Linked DNA regions of Sus scrofa: regions 1, 2 and 3 are each linked to region 4. The links are chromatin contacts, called in public HiChIP or PLAC-seq and promoter capture Hi-C maps. All regions are on one chromosome and are shown on one strand. The core of a region is the stretch at or near the end of the contact, and the rest is flanking DNA. Distances in the headings are between cores, read along the strand shown. Region 1 holds the start of CDO1 (cysteine dioxygenase type 1). Region 2 holds the start of AP3S1 (AP-3 complex subunit sigma-1). Region 3 has its middle 72 kb from the start of LVRN. Region 4 holds the start of TMED7 (transmembrane emp24 protein transport domain containing 7).

Evidence for each region. Promoter capture Hi-C pulls out the DNA fragments that hold promoters and counts their contacts. HiChIP or PLAC-seq counts read pairs in DNA pulled down with a chosen protein or histone mark.
Region 1: a contact with region 4 is called in a promoter capture Hi-C map of liver, with 5 times the contacts expected there. The contact joins the promoter of CDO1 here to the promoter of TMED7 in region 4. A contact is called at or near these places in 5 of 5 promoter capture datasets (fetal liver, fetal skeletal muscle, liver and 1 more), 24 of 47 Hi-C or Micro-C datasets (adipocytes, blood, brain and 11 more) and 2 of 2 datasets of contacts at active chromatin or transcription factors (alveolar macrophages and skeletal muscle).
Region 2: a contact with region 4 is called in a promoter capture Hi-C map of fetal liver, with 4 times the contacts expected there. The contact joins the promoter of AP3S1 here to the promoter of TMED7 in region 4. A contact is called at or near these places in 4 of 5 promoter capture datasets (fetal liver, fetal skeletal muscle and liver), 23 of 47 Hi-C or Micro-C datasets (adipocytes, alveolar macrophages, blood and 12 more) and 2 of 2 datasets of contacts at active chromatin or transcription factors (alveolar macrophages and skeletal muscle).
Region 3: an H3K27ac HiChIP or PLAC-seq map of alveolar macrophages shows a contact between it and region 4, with 7 times the contacts expected there. The contact joins the enhancer-like site here to the promoter of TMED7 in region 4. A contact is called at or near these places in 3 of 5 promoter capture datasets (fetal liver, fetal skeletal muscle and liver), 23 of 47 Hi-C or Micro-C datasets (alveolar macrophages, blood, brain and 14 more) and 1 of 2 datasets of contacts at active chromatin or transcription factors (alveolar macrophages).

The regions. Positions count from the first base shown.
Region 1 is chr2:119,938,881-119,942,070 of Sscrofa11.1, reverse strand. CDO1 (cysteine dioxygenase type 1) reads left to right here and starts at 1,646. Exons shown (of 5, transcript NM_001167643.1): 1 at 1,646-1,815. The coding sequence starts at 1,646.
Region 2 is chr2:119,963,610-119,967,099 of Sscrofa11.1, reverse strand. It overlaps AP3S1 (AP-3 complex subunit sigma-1), which reads right to left and starts at 1,561. Exons shown (of 6, transcript XM_021084654.1): 1 at 1,046-1,561. The coding sequence starts at 1,114. ATG12 (autophagy related 12) reads left to right here and starts at 1,398. Exons shown (of 4, transcript NM_001190282.1): 1 at 1,398-1,765. The coding sequence starts at 1,603.
Region 3 is chr2:120,044,340-120,047,746 of Sscrofa11.1, reverse strand. No RefSeq gene overlaps it. Among named protein-coding and RNA genes, the nearest start is that of LVRN, 72 kb to the left of the region's middle. Within about 2 kb of position 1,711, at least 2 of the 83 cell types and tissues checked have an H3K27ac peak or open chromatin away from gene starts, as enhancers often do. A contact at or near this core is called in alveolar macrophages, where this site is marked.
Region 4 is chr2:119,802,766-119,805,869 of Sscrofa11.1, reverse strand. TMED7 (transmembrane emp24 protein transport domain containing 7) reads left to right here and starts at 1,464. Exons shown (of 3, transcript NM_001202540.1): 1 at 1,464-2,014. The coding sequence starts at 1,820.

The sequences.
Region 1 (3,190 bases), core at 397-2,896, 140 kb before region 4:
AAAGAATTGTCTGAAAAATTTCAAGAGTGTAATCTAGTATGAAATGCAGAAAAATAAAGCTTATTTAATTTTGTTCATTCCAAATATTCATGGATTAAAAACTGAAATGAACTGATTTAGAGACTCAGTAGAAAACACTGATAAAAAAAATTTTTGAATAAACGATGAAAAGGCACAAGTTACTTTGTCCCATAATTCTTTATTTAACCACATCTTTGGCTTCTGGAGTGCTTTCTGCCTATAGCCCTTTTTGAACAATGGTGATTGAGGTGTCATTTTTACTTCCTAATAACATCGTTAGAGTACTTATAGTGTAATCAGTTTAACTAGGGATGTTTAAGACTTAAGGTGGCACAAGTAAATTCATGTACATACATGTTTATACACATACATATCTTGAAAATTGAAACAAAGTCTAGAAAAAACAGGTCAGTCTTCCCAAAGCTTAGATCTTTACCCAGAGTCTTTTTATAACAAGAAAGAAGGAAGCTATCCTAGCATTTCTTCTCTCCCTTTTTTCTTATTTTCATTCATGCTTAATTTGTATTATTCCCAAAGCTTGCTGCTATGTTCTGTCCACTACATAGAAATGCCCTCCTTGTGTATTACCAGGAGGCTCCTGCAAGCACACCCCTAGAATTGAAGTATAATTAGAACTCAAATTACAGCATTTCTTTGAACCATTACTTGAAACATCAGTGTTTTCACTGAATATGTTATTTTTAAGATAATGTTTTATTTTAAAAACCAAAAAGAATATGTGGCCTTCTATTTGTTTCACTAGTCTTGCTCTAGACCCACGTCTCCCTTGTCAAATTAGTTTCAGTACAGCCCATTCAAATTTTTAAAAAAGACTTGGACTTTTTCACCTAGCCTCTGAATATATTATCAATGATTTCAACCGACCAAACAGTAGCTCTTCATCCTTGGGAGTGGAATCCATTCTCAACCTTTGCAAACTTCACAGTTCTCTCGTCGGCTCCATTTGTATGAAGGATCCCTTTCCTTCTAATTCCTTCCTCTTCGTTCCCCCTTCTCCAAACCCCTCTTGTCGGCGTCTTAGGGTCGCGAACCGCAGCGGTGGAGAGGGGCCTCTGAGAGAGGCGGCGGGGGTGGGGTGGGGTGGACAGAGGTTGGGATGGGCTTCCAAAACGCGCCCTGCTAAGGTGGGGGAAAGATTGCACGAAGCCCACCGCGAGGGCTGGAACCCAGGAGAGAAGGGCTCAGCAATGGCCAGAGTATCGAAAGAGCTGGGACCGTGTGCATGGGCCTTTTTTGCAAGCTTTATCCCCCTTCTGCCACCCTTATCAGGTCGCTCCCAGCTTCTCCCCACCCTCGGAGGGCCGTTGGTACATTCCCGCCGACTCCGAGAGCTTAAAAAGGGCCCAGGGAGGCTGAACCTAGCAGGTTTGGTCCCGATTTGCATGCTTGGCGGGTACCGAGGTCCGCCACGGCCAAGCTGCCAGGGTACCTCTTGATATCTTGGCAAGGGTTTCTTTACGCTGTGGCACTCGTGCCTTTGGGGGCTTTGTGTCTGTGTGCAACTGTATAGCTAGCAGCTAGGGGACCCTCGCCTCCCAGCTCCTCGTTCTCTCAGCTCGTTCGTCGCAGCCCAGCAGCTAGACGCGCGTCAGCTGCTCAAGGGATGGAGCAAACCGAGGTGCTCAAGCCACGCACCCTGGCGGATCTGATCCGCATACTGCACCAGCTCTTCGCCAGCGAAGAGGTCAACGTGGAGGAGGTGCAGGCAGTCATGGAAGCCTATGAGAGCGACCCCGCGGAGTGGGCCATGTACGCCAAGTTCGACCAGTACAGGTGAGGATCTCGGGCGCAGGCCTACGGTGACTCGGAGTCCCAGCGGGCGCGGTGGGTGGGGGTTTGACTCCCGGAGAGCGCCAGCTGCCAGATGCCCGACGCGCCCACCCTCCCCGCGTCCTCGGGCCTTTCCCACACCCCGGCGCGGTTGAGCAGAAGGTGAGTCCCAGTGCCCGGAGACGGCGGCGGGCTCCCGAAGGGAAGGCCATCGCGCGGCTGCGGGTTTTCTGTTCTGTTCTCGCGGATCAACTCGCGGCTCCCGAACCCCCCCCCCCCGCAACTCCTCCTCTCTCCCCGGCCCCAGGAGCAATATTCTCTCCTTTTGAGCCGTTGCTCCTCTCGGACATCGAGGAGATGGCTGGGAGAAATCCTGGCGGCCGGACTCACCCAGGCTCCGACTGGCTGGACCAACTGGAGGGGCTCCCAGGAGAGAACTCCAACGGCCGCCGGGAGAAAGGGGTGACAGTGCAGGACACACTTACCCGACGCCAATTCTCCATCACTGCTCCCTGGGTCGCCTGCAACCAGGCTTCTGCCAAAGGGAATTTTTGTTAAAATAACATCTTGGAGTTTTCAGCTGCTGTTGTTTGGTTTATGCTGCCCCCTCTCCCAAACCAATTTGACTACCCCCACCACCACCACGGACTGCGGGTTTATTTAAACCCACTGTCAGGTTCGAGAATTAAACGGAGTACTTCTTTTTCAGCCCCAAGCAATAGGTTTTCCCTTATCCTCAGATCTGAGGGTCTGGAATGTAAATTGAAGGCCCCTGCTTCCCAGATGTTCGTGAGTGAGATGCCCTAGGAGACCACTCCTTGCAGCCCTGGCTTGGAGATTAAGTAAAAATGAAACGCTCTTCCAGTCCTCTGGGGCGATAAGTAAAACTTAGTCACCCTGAAGAGTGAGGGCTTCTTTTCCAAAGCGCAGCCAGCACTTACGGGCTTACTGGTGGTTTGTGTGGAGGGCTGGGAAAGGCGGCTAGTTAGTTGAAAAGAGCAGAATAAAGAAAGGTGACGTTTTCCTTCAAAGCAGTTTCTGTAGTCCCTTTACCTCAACATGTGCAAGTGGGTTTGGTAAAGTTTTGTGGGCAAGGGTGGTTTCAATTGAATTTGAGGAGTTGAATTAGAAAGTGAGCTCTTGAGGGTCCTGTTTTCCGCTTGCAAGTGGCTCAAGGAAATTCCTTTGATTCCTATCCTTCTGTGGCTGCCAGTGACGCTATCAGAGTCTCGTTTAATTTTGCCATTTGCTCCAAGTAATTGAGGACTTGTTAGGGGCTCTAGTACTCTTCCAGTCACTTGACACATATATTAACCTCACAACAGCTCTATGAGATAGGTACCATACTTATCCCTATCTTACAGGTGAGGAATGGTAC
Region 2 (3,490 bases), core at 312-2,811, 160 kb before region 4:
TGGCTCTAAGCAAAATGCCCCAACACCACACATAGGTATATCTCTACATTATTCCTACCACAGAGTCCAATTTCATGTTTTACCTCGTGGTGGATTTTGCCCTCAGATACGCACACCTGTCTATGACCCTCCCTCAACCAATGATAACTTATCGTCATCACCTTGAAACCTTCTGCATTTTTCAACAGTATGTACCCGTTTAAAAGAGTTTAATATTACTACTTCTCGTAAGTAGCAGAAAAGCTATAAATTAGGGAAAATTCCCTTACGTAGACAAATGCCAAACCAGCCGCTGAAATTCTAACTTTGAGATATAGAATCACAGTTCTAATCGGTCAAATACAATGGTCGCCAGTTATTCCAAGAGTAAATAAATTGTAGCCACCAAGGGGAACAGCCACAGGAAAACGTTAAGTCCTCACTTATCTTTTTCCTTTAAAAGGAGACACCTGAAAGCCACAGTGGGCAGTGTATCACGTATGGCAGCCTAACAGGAGAGACTATACAGAGCGTGCAGGTCTCCAACGCAGGAAGCCAAAGTTCCTGCGCGACGAGAGGATTACGGCGAAAAGCAGTAGCCCATGAGCCCACAGGAAAAGAGAAAGAAGTCCACCAGGAAAGGCTGGAACTCAGGGAGGTGGGGCTGCGAGGCAACCGGCCCCGCTCGGTCTCCCTGGGCGGCTAACACAAGCCGCGGGCAGCGGAAAGGCGAGAGCGCCGGGTGGGCTCGCGGCGCAGGTGGGCTGCGGATGCCAGACCGGCTTCGGCCCAGCACCGGGAAGTCTCCAGAGCCTCGCCCATTCAGCCAGGAAACCACCCAGCCCACAGACGGGCGGAGGAGCCGCCTGGACAGAGCCACGTCGGAGGAAGGGAGCGCGGCGGGAAGTGGGCACCTCGCTCACACCCACCCGGAGGCTGACAGCCGCGAGCGCGAGACGGCCAGGGCGCGAGCAGGGCCGCGGCGCGCCTGAGGGGGTCGCCCTGAGGGCGCAGCCGGCAGCCAACGACTCCCCCTCGCCCGGGTTGGCGGCGGCAGGGTACTCACGTAGGGCTGGTAGAACTTGGAGAGCCGCGGCTTCCCGTGGTTATTAAAGATGAGGATCGCCTTGATCATGGCTGAGCCGGGCCCACCGGGTGGGAGCTGGGGGCCAGGGCGGGGGCGGGCGCGCGAGGCTCGCCTCGGATCTCTCTGGCGATCCTTCCCCACCCGCCCCCTCCCGCACGCGCGCGCGCGCGCGCGCCTCCAGGCTGCGGGGCGGGGCTTGGGTGGGGCGGGGCCTGGGCGGGGCCAGCGCGGAGGGAAGCGGAAACAGCTTCAGGCCGGAGCGCCTAGCAAAGCGGCGCTTGCGCATTCGGCAGCTCGTGGGGCCGTTGCTCACCGAACATTTCCGGAGATTTGTTGTCTTGGGGGAAGCAGTTGCGTTATCAACGGTCAGAAGACTGCAGCAGGTTGGACATAGGGGACCAGGCTGCAATACTGACTTTCGTAGTAGGTTGGATACCCGCCTACTCCGGCGCCTTCCTAGCGACTCTCACCAGCTCAAAGCCCGCCCACGACGCGCGCGGAGCGACCACTTCCGCCCTCACCTCTCTCGGTGCAAGATGGCAGAGGAGCCGGAGTCTGCGCTGCAGCTCCCGCCCGCAACTGCTGCTGAGGGCGATGGACCTACGGAGGTCTCCCCAGAAACTGCCACTCCGGAACCCCCTTCTTCCGCTTCAGTTTCCCCCGGAACAGAAGAACCTGCCGGTGACACCAAGAAAAAAAGTAATTTTCGAGAAGTTTCACTTTGGGCAGAGAAGCTTAAGCCTTCCTTACAGTTCAAGTAGGGATGGCAGCTAATGAAAATTAGAGGAGGGCGGGTTCCAGACCAGGGCCGGCTCAAGACGAGGTTTTTGAGCAGGAGAGAGGAAGTATACTTTTCGGCTTTTAAGACGTTTGCCTTGAGTGCCTTTCAGGAAGCTATCTCTGGACGCACATGAGTGCCACAGCATTTAGTATGCTGTGCTCGCATCTTCCTTTGAATCGGGCAGACCGTGAGCTATCGGAAGGTGGGCGCTCATTGGGACCTCAGTAGTTCCAGATGCTTAATGAGGAACCTAATAATTTGAGTAATGATTTTAGGTGATAGGGATGGTCAGTGGTAAATCAATTAAAATCCACACCTTCCGATTAGGTTGCTGTGTTTTAATCAGTTAGTGTGAATTGGACCAAAAACGGGAGATTTACCCAGTATGAAGAATGCTAAGAGAGAATTAAAGGCATAGGCATCACTCTTTTAAATAAACAGAACAAAGCAAAACACCTTTTTGGAACGCTTGTAAATGAATCATTTCATTGCTTGAACTAGCTGTCTTCAGCCTTTATTTCTTGAGAATTAGTTCACCATTGTAAAATACAGAAATTCCTAAATGGGACACTCTGTAGAGTTGCTGAGAAAAGCAGGAAATCAACATCCCCTGTTGAAAGAGGTTGACCCTGGCCATGAGACAGGCTTTCTCAGACCAGAGTCTTATTAAAGTGTAGGTATCCTACGTTGTGCTTAGTGATCCCATGCCCTTTCATCCAACCTCACTTTCTGCTGCTAGGGAGGATAATTGTCTCTCCTAGCACGGTCCCCTTTTTAAATCACACTGCCTCTACATTTGGTGGAAATCTGTTCAGTTATTTCCACATGATGCACCAGTAGAGAAATAGAAACCTATGATTAGTTATGTGGCTAACTGCTAGAATCTTTCTTTAAATGAATCCCCTTAATTTTATAGATTGTGGTTACCCCTTTTTCCTATCAGTTTACTATAAGCAGGAACAGACTTTCAAAGGGTTTGTCTTAGTATCTAGCAGTCTTAGTCAACAGCTTACTATGTACTTGACCGTGAAGGCTTTTGTGTAAAACAGTGGCTAAAAGTAATGACCCACCTCCCAGATATGGCCTGGAGTTATGTATAATGTTTCCTTAAGTCTGCACAATTTATGTTTTTTAGCCATCAATTAAAAATCAAATTTTCATTTTCTAGTTCCTGGGAGCATTTAGGCTCTGTGATATAAAACTTATTTGTAGTTGTTGAATTTCTACCCTGAAATTATTGTCGTTTTTTGAGGACCTTTTCTGATGAAACCTTAAATATTTCATATGTTCTACCTTTGGTTTAATTTTCAGATTAGTGAAGGTGAGGAAGTTTGCTGGTTGTGATGGCACATTAGGATCACCAGGGGGAGCTTTTGAACATATCGGTGTCAAGGTGCTACCTCCAGAAGATTCTGATTTAATTGATGTAGACATCTGTGTTCTTGTAAATGTTCCCCCATTTGGGTCTGATGTGTAGCTACAGTTGAGATACACCAATAAGTAACCTTTAGAAGTTAAAAAATAGAGTTATAATAAATATTTTTCATTCTCTAAACATCTTAACTCTCCCCCTTTGCTTCAGTAGTACACCTCATTATTTTCAGCTTAAGTTTCTTGGAATGCCCAGTTGCAGCTGACAATTG
Region 3 (3,407 bases), core at 462-2,961, 240 kb before region 4:
AAGATTTTACATCTTTTCTTATAACTCACCCAGCCGACTGCTGGAAATCTCTTGTTTTCCAGAAGGTGGCGCTACAGCTCTGGTTTGTGATGTGTCCCTGGTCCATTTTTCTAAGAGCACTGGGATTGCTGGACCTGCTCTCTCAACTCTGAACTATGAAGCACTCATAAAGATCCTCCACAGAAAGTTGGGAGGTGGGGGAAGTGTAGGTGGGAAATGATTTTCAAGTGGGATAATCCCAAAACTTTGGGGGTAGACTTCCTGCTGAAGTTCTGAAGCAGGAACAGGAACCTCCTTAATGCCTTTTTTTTTTTTTTTGTCTTTTGTCTTTTTGTTGTTGTTGTTGTTGTTGCTATTTCTTGGGCCGCTCCCGTGGCATATGGAGGTTCCCAGGCTAGGGGTTGAATCGGAGCTGTAGCCACCGGCCTACGCCAGAGCCACAGCAACGCGGGATCCGAGCCGCGTCTGCAACCTACACCACAGCTCACGGCAACGCCGGATTGTTAACCCACTGAGCAAGGGCAGGGACCGAACCCGCAACCTCATGGTTCCTAGTCGGATTCGTTAACCACTGCGCCACGACAGGAACTCCTAATTAATAGTTTAAAAGGGGAGGAAAGACAAGAGGAACATCTTCCATCACTGTGATGCTGACATCACTCCCTATGAACTCTTAACAAGCAACCCTATTTCAGAAGGTAATTCTGACATAGAAATTATATTTTCCAATTTCTGTGATCTTACATGGGTGGTAAGATAGCCTCGGAGGTAACCTCATCTATTCTTTACCTGCAATAGTTGGTTCCTCTTCAGTGTGAAGCTCTCTCTCTCCCTCTCCACAACCATACACTATATATATATATATAAACGTCCAGTTTTGGAGTTACACTGAGTGACCTGTGTTAAGTCAGCAGCTGCAACTCCAGCAACAGAGTCCTAATGAAACCCTTCTCCAAAATAGCTGTGATTTTTGCTAGAGAAGTCATGATGGCTATTATTTTTGGTGCTCTGAAAGACATTTTTTTTTGGATCAGATGTCAATGAGTTGTGGAGGAATGGAGGATGGGGACTCTTTTCTTTGCCAACAAGGTCTTTTGATATGAGGATCCTGAAATGGATGGAGGGGCTGCTGTAGATTAAAGGTGAATACAACCCTTGTTGCATCCTAGAGGAAACATTTCTGGGATCCAAGACCCCTACACCACAGATCCTAGAGTTGTAAGGCCAGGAAGCACAAATTCCCCTGGTGGGTCACTGGGACTGGTTTAAGTCCAGCGACTCCTACTTCTACCCCTTGATGCTTGACTCTTGCACTCCACCTGTTGGGGAAAGAGCACCATATAATGGTTATGGATTAAGCGCATATATTACATCCTGGAGAATGTTGCCCCATCTTTGCAGGGTTTAGTCCCAAGCTGGTGCCTCAGATGTACCCTTTTAAAAGACCATTATATTGCCCTATCAGTGCAGCAGCTTGAGTTGGGCAGCAAAGAACAAGATCAGTTGATCTCATGGTTCTGCATTCACGGCAGCACCTCCTTTGCCCTAAGATTGATTCCTTGGTCCTTTGTGAGGCTAGGTGGGCTCCTATGTAGGTTGATCAAATTCTTTGAAAGTCCTTCGATAGCAATGTTGGCTGAGGTCATGCAGTCAGGAAAGGGAAGCCCATACCCAGAATATGAGTCAGTTCTATCAAGATTAATTCACCCCTCTTTCTAAAGTGGAAGTTACTTGTTACCACATGGCTGCTTCACTTCTCCAAGGGAAGGTGCTGTATCAAGGACTCAGCAAAGGCTCTGTTACTGGTAGATAGAACACCTGGCACAAGCAGTATCTGAAGAGCCTAGATGAGTAGGAACTCATGCTGCTGGGCTCATGTGTAGCCCTCTTTTCCTGGAACTAAAGGAGATGCACTGGTCAACAGTGGAAAATGAAACCGGGGCCAGGACTTGTGCAGCTTATTTGTACACTCTGCCCTATTCTGTCCCATGTCTTGCTTGCATCTTACCACAGACTGTTGCTGGGTCTGCTTAACTTTATGATTTTGTGAGTTTGATGGATTCCCAGCTCAGTTCTGGATGTATGGTCACTTCTATGATCAGATGCTTGTCTTAACCAGGGATATTTTTCAAATGATGTATAATTTTCCACTCCAGATGGCACTGTCTGATTGCAGGTGAATAAGAGGTTTATGTTATAATTGTCCAGCTGGGGGATGTCACAGATAGCACATGGCATCTTTTGCCATCACTGACAGCTCTAATATCATTGGGTCTGTCAGGATTATGGTCCAAGAGGAAGGATTACTTGCACCGCAAGGCTGGACCTGTTGGCAGTTTCCTTTCCTGTTCCAGGCCTCACTCAAAGCTAGAAGCTATTTCTATAAATGGGCTGGAATAGGGTTCCCAGTATCAAGTATGCTGTCTTCAGAATCTGAAGAGTCCTACCAAACACTGTGTTTGCTCCTGAGTGGGGAAGCTGTGAAATACTTTTTTTTTTTTTTTTTTTAACTTTGAAAGGGTTACCTTGGCATATCCTAGATCATCAGATCCCTACAAACTTCACTGATGTGGTAGGTCCCTTAAACTTCACAGGGCTCATCTTACCCTGGAGAGCATGTTATCTTACCAAGGCCTTCGATGTGCTTACAACTCCTTGTTCATTCAGTTCAAGTAACATAATGTCATAAATATGTGGACCAATGTGACATTATATTCAGATAATCCCGATCTTTTCTCACTATATTATGCACTGAGGGCAGGTGAGTTAACATCCATAGTACACTGTTGTATACCCATATCACGAGTTTTCTGGTCCTCCCACCTAACAAGGATGGAAAAGAAGTCATTTACCAGATCATTGGCCATATATCAGCTAACTTAGGCCTCATTAATCTTCCCTAAGAAAGATACCATATCTGGTACAACAGCTACAATTAGAGCTACAACTTCTTCAAGTTTGCTGAAGTCCACTGTCATCCTTCAGGATCCACCTCTAGGGAAGACTAGTCAGTTAATTGAGTATGTGATGGAATCCACTCTTCTTAAATCTTTTAGGTCTTTAAGTGTGGCACTAATATCTCTCTTCTCCCCAAGATGCAATATTGTTATTTACATATCTTGGCTGTGAGTGTGGGGACAATTTCAAAGCTTCCACTTAAGTCAACCTTTCTGTAGTAGCTTTTATCCTGCAGACACCTGTCCATGCAAATTACATTCAGGGATGGGGAAAATGACCAATAGGTGGATTTATAGACCTGGTAGTCTCACTATGAACCACACTTGGGCCAGGACTAAATTTATTACCTACCTCCCATCTGCTCCACTGTAATGGGGGCAATGGAACATGATGATGTTTGGTTCCTAGTTATCAGTGTCAACCTGGAAACTGTGCCCAATAATCCTCAA
Region 4 (3,104 bases), core at 215-2,714:
AAAGCATATGCAAAGTGGAATTCCTAGGCCATATATATATATATATATATATATATATATATATCTCCCCTACTTTATTAAAGCTACACTGTTTTCCAAAGTCTTTGTGCCAATTTACATTTTCACCAGAAGTGTATGAGGGATCTCGTTGCTCTGCTTACTCACCAACATGTGGTATTACTGTATTTTTTAAAATTTGCCTCTCTGGTAGTGTATACTGTTTTGCATCGGGGTTTTAATCTTATTCATTCATTCATTCTTTGTTTGCCATTTGATGTCTGAAGAGGAGGTTTTGAAGAGCAATGTTAGTTGGCAAAAGTCAAGAGTTAGAAAATAGAACTGGTATTCTACTTTGAAATTCAGTCTTCTTTCCAATCGAAGACACACACTAGTTCTTTTTCTGGCCTAGTTCTCAGGAAGATGCAGTCTCCCCCAAATCCCTTCTCCTTGGGGCTCCCCTCCCCTGTAGAAGCTCTGGACACAGCAGGCCAGTGAAGTCCTCCATGCCCCCCCCATCAACACACGTCCATCTCTGCGCTAGCCTTCCCACCACCCCCTCACTTCCTTGCGGGTCTCCTACCTACAGTGCCTCCATTTCCTTCTCATAAAACCATCTACCTACCCTCAGCTGGCCATTCTTAAAGGGCATGAGCCTCACCATGATGACTTATTTTTTAAAAATATAATAACTAATTCGTGGTTCTATACAGAAGAAAATGGATAATTTAAGAAATCAACATCTGTTAGCTACTATTAATATCACTATAATTTTTAAAGCACAAACCAGTGGTGTAATCTCAGACAACTATATTAAAATTTTCTAATCCTGAATTTCCTCACGACTAAGATAGGCATAATAATACCTACCGTATAGAGTTGTTTGAAGGATCTGTGTTTACTACAGTGCGTGATGATAAGCGCTCAAGAGATGTTTTTCATCTCGCAAAAGCTTATCTAGTGCTTACCACATGACAACCACTCTTGTAGGGACTTTTTTCAAATATCGAAGCCTTGTAATAATCCTACAGATGCAAAGACTGAAGCAGGGAGGTTAAGCAACGGGTCCAAGGTCACAGTAAATAGAGTAGAGATTAGAACTCCTGCAGTCCAGCGAGAATTCAGGCTCCTTGCTAAACTGCTTCCCCCCAAATTTGTTATTATGTGTAAGAAAACTCTCTGCGAACCGCAAAGCAAAGCGCTCTACCACCGGCGATCAGCCCCTTAGGGCAGAATGAGCTCTTCTTCACTCTCGGAGCTCCCCCAGCGTTCAGCTCCCACAGAAAAAGAAGCTGCAGGCGGGTAGCTCCTACTGCCAGCCGCCCGCCCAGCGTCGGCAGCAGCCGGCCACACCCCCCGCCCTGGCCCCGCCCCGCCACGTTAACCACGCTGGTCCCGCCCCTCGGCCCAGAAGGCGGGGGAGGCCGAGCTGACGCCTCGCGAGCTTCCACGTACGCACTCCACCGCGTCTCCCGGCGGCGGGGGAGAGCACATCCGGGTCGCTAGAGCAGGTGCCTCAGGCCCCGCCCCTTTACCCCCGTTCTAGTCTGCACTAACAGCCATCTCGGGCCTTTTCCGCTTTTCGTCTGCCGGCTTTATCTCTGTTCCCCAGGTCGTTCTGGGCTCGAGGCCCCAGTTCCTCAGCAACCTTCCTCCGCCCCAGCGACTCGCTTCTCACCCCGAATCTCTCCGAGGCTCGGAGCAACTCTGCTGTGCGTCTTCGCGGTGCCTCCCGGGCTGAGGCCTGCCGCGCTCAGTGAGTCTGTGCAGACCTGACCCCGCGTCTCCCCCGCAGCTCGGTTGAGGCCGCCGCCGCCTCACGATGCCCAGACTGGGCTCTGCGCAGCGCTGGGCGGCCGCCGCGGGCCGTTGGGGCCACAGGCTGCTCGTGCTGCTGCTGTTGCTGGTGCCGGGGCCCGGCGGCGCGTCTGAGATCACCTTCGAGCTGCCCGACAATGCCAAGCAGTGTTTCTACGAGGACATCACGCAGGGCACCAAGTGCACCCTCGAGTTCCAGGTATTACGGGCACAGACAGCCCCGGGCCCCTGTTCGCGGTTCCAGGTCGGGGCTGTGACTGCTAGGTGCCCCTTTCTCCTGTCCGAGTTTCTTCGTTCTTTGGCTAATTCAGGAATCACCCCTAGGTTGCTGATGCAGAGCATTTGGCTTTCGTCCCCAAAACTGTGTGCAAGAAACATTTAAGACCTGAGAGTAAGGCATAGGATGTCCAGAAATACTTTGTGTGGTCGTGTCTTTTGCTTCCTTTCTCTAATGTTCTTCATTTCAAGACCTTTTGAACTTTCTTTTTTAGAAGAGTCTCCTTTAAAAAAAATTCTGTCCTGTTCTCTTCTGTAGTGTCTAACATTCTGCGGTCCATACCTCCACTTTCATCAGATTCGAAGTGCTTTTCAGATTTTCCATCAATATGAGGACTATTGGTTAATGCTCTCTGTCATTGGAAGAGCTCAGTTTCAGACCAGATGACTATCTGCCAAAGGTGTTGTAGAAGGAATCGCTGTGATAAATGACAGGCCCTTTCTCATCTTTGGGATTATATAAAAGTATTGATTTAACAGAATGTATTTTTTTAATTGGTTAGAACAATTTTTTCGTTGTTGTTTGCTGTTGGCCTTAAAATATTTGAACAGCTATTGAGTATTAGGTGCTGGTGATACAGAAGTGATCAGAATAGATAGGGTCATTTTTTTTATTCCCTACCCTCCTACTCTTCATTTCTTAATTAGTACCTGCTTATTCATCAGAGTTGTGTTTTCAAAGCATAGAGTCTGGTCTTTGGACTCTATGAAGGCTTCCTTTAGGAGGTGATTTGAAGCTGAACTGTCAAGGATGAATTGGAAATACTTTGGTAAGGGGGAAAGTGGAGTAGCCTTTGCATGGTCCCATGCAAACTGTGGAAACAGTGACTGGGGAATTTGAGGACCACATAGAGGTCCTATAGAGCTGGCATTAAGGAGCCAAAATAGGGCTGGTTAGCAGGGGCCAGACCATATAGTGCCCAGAAACCAGTGTAAGGATTTGTTTTTTCCTAGGTTGTGAAAGCCGTCATAGGATTATAAGCAGTGCAGTGACAAAATCTAAGTTTTCTTGG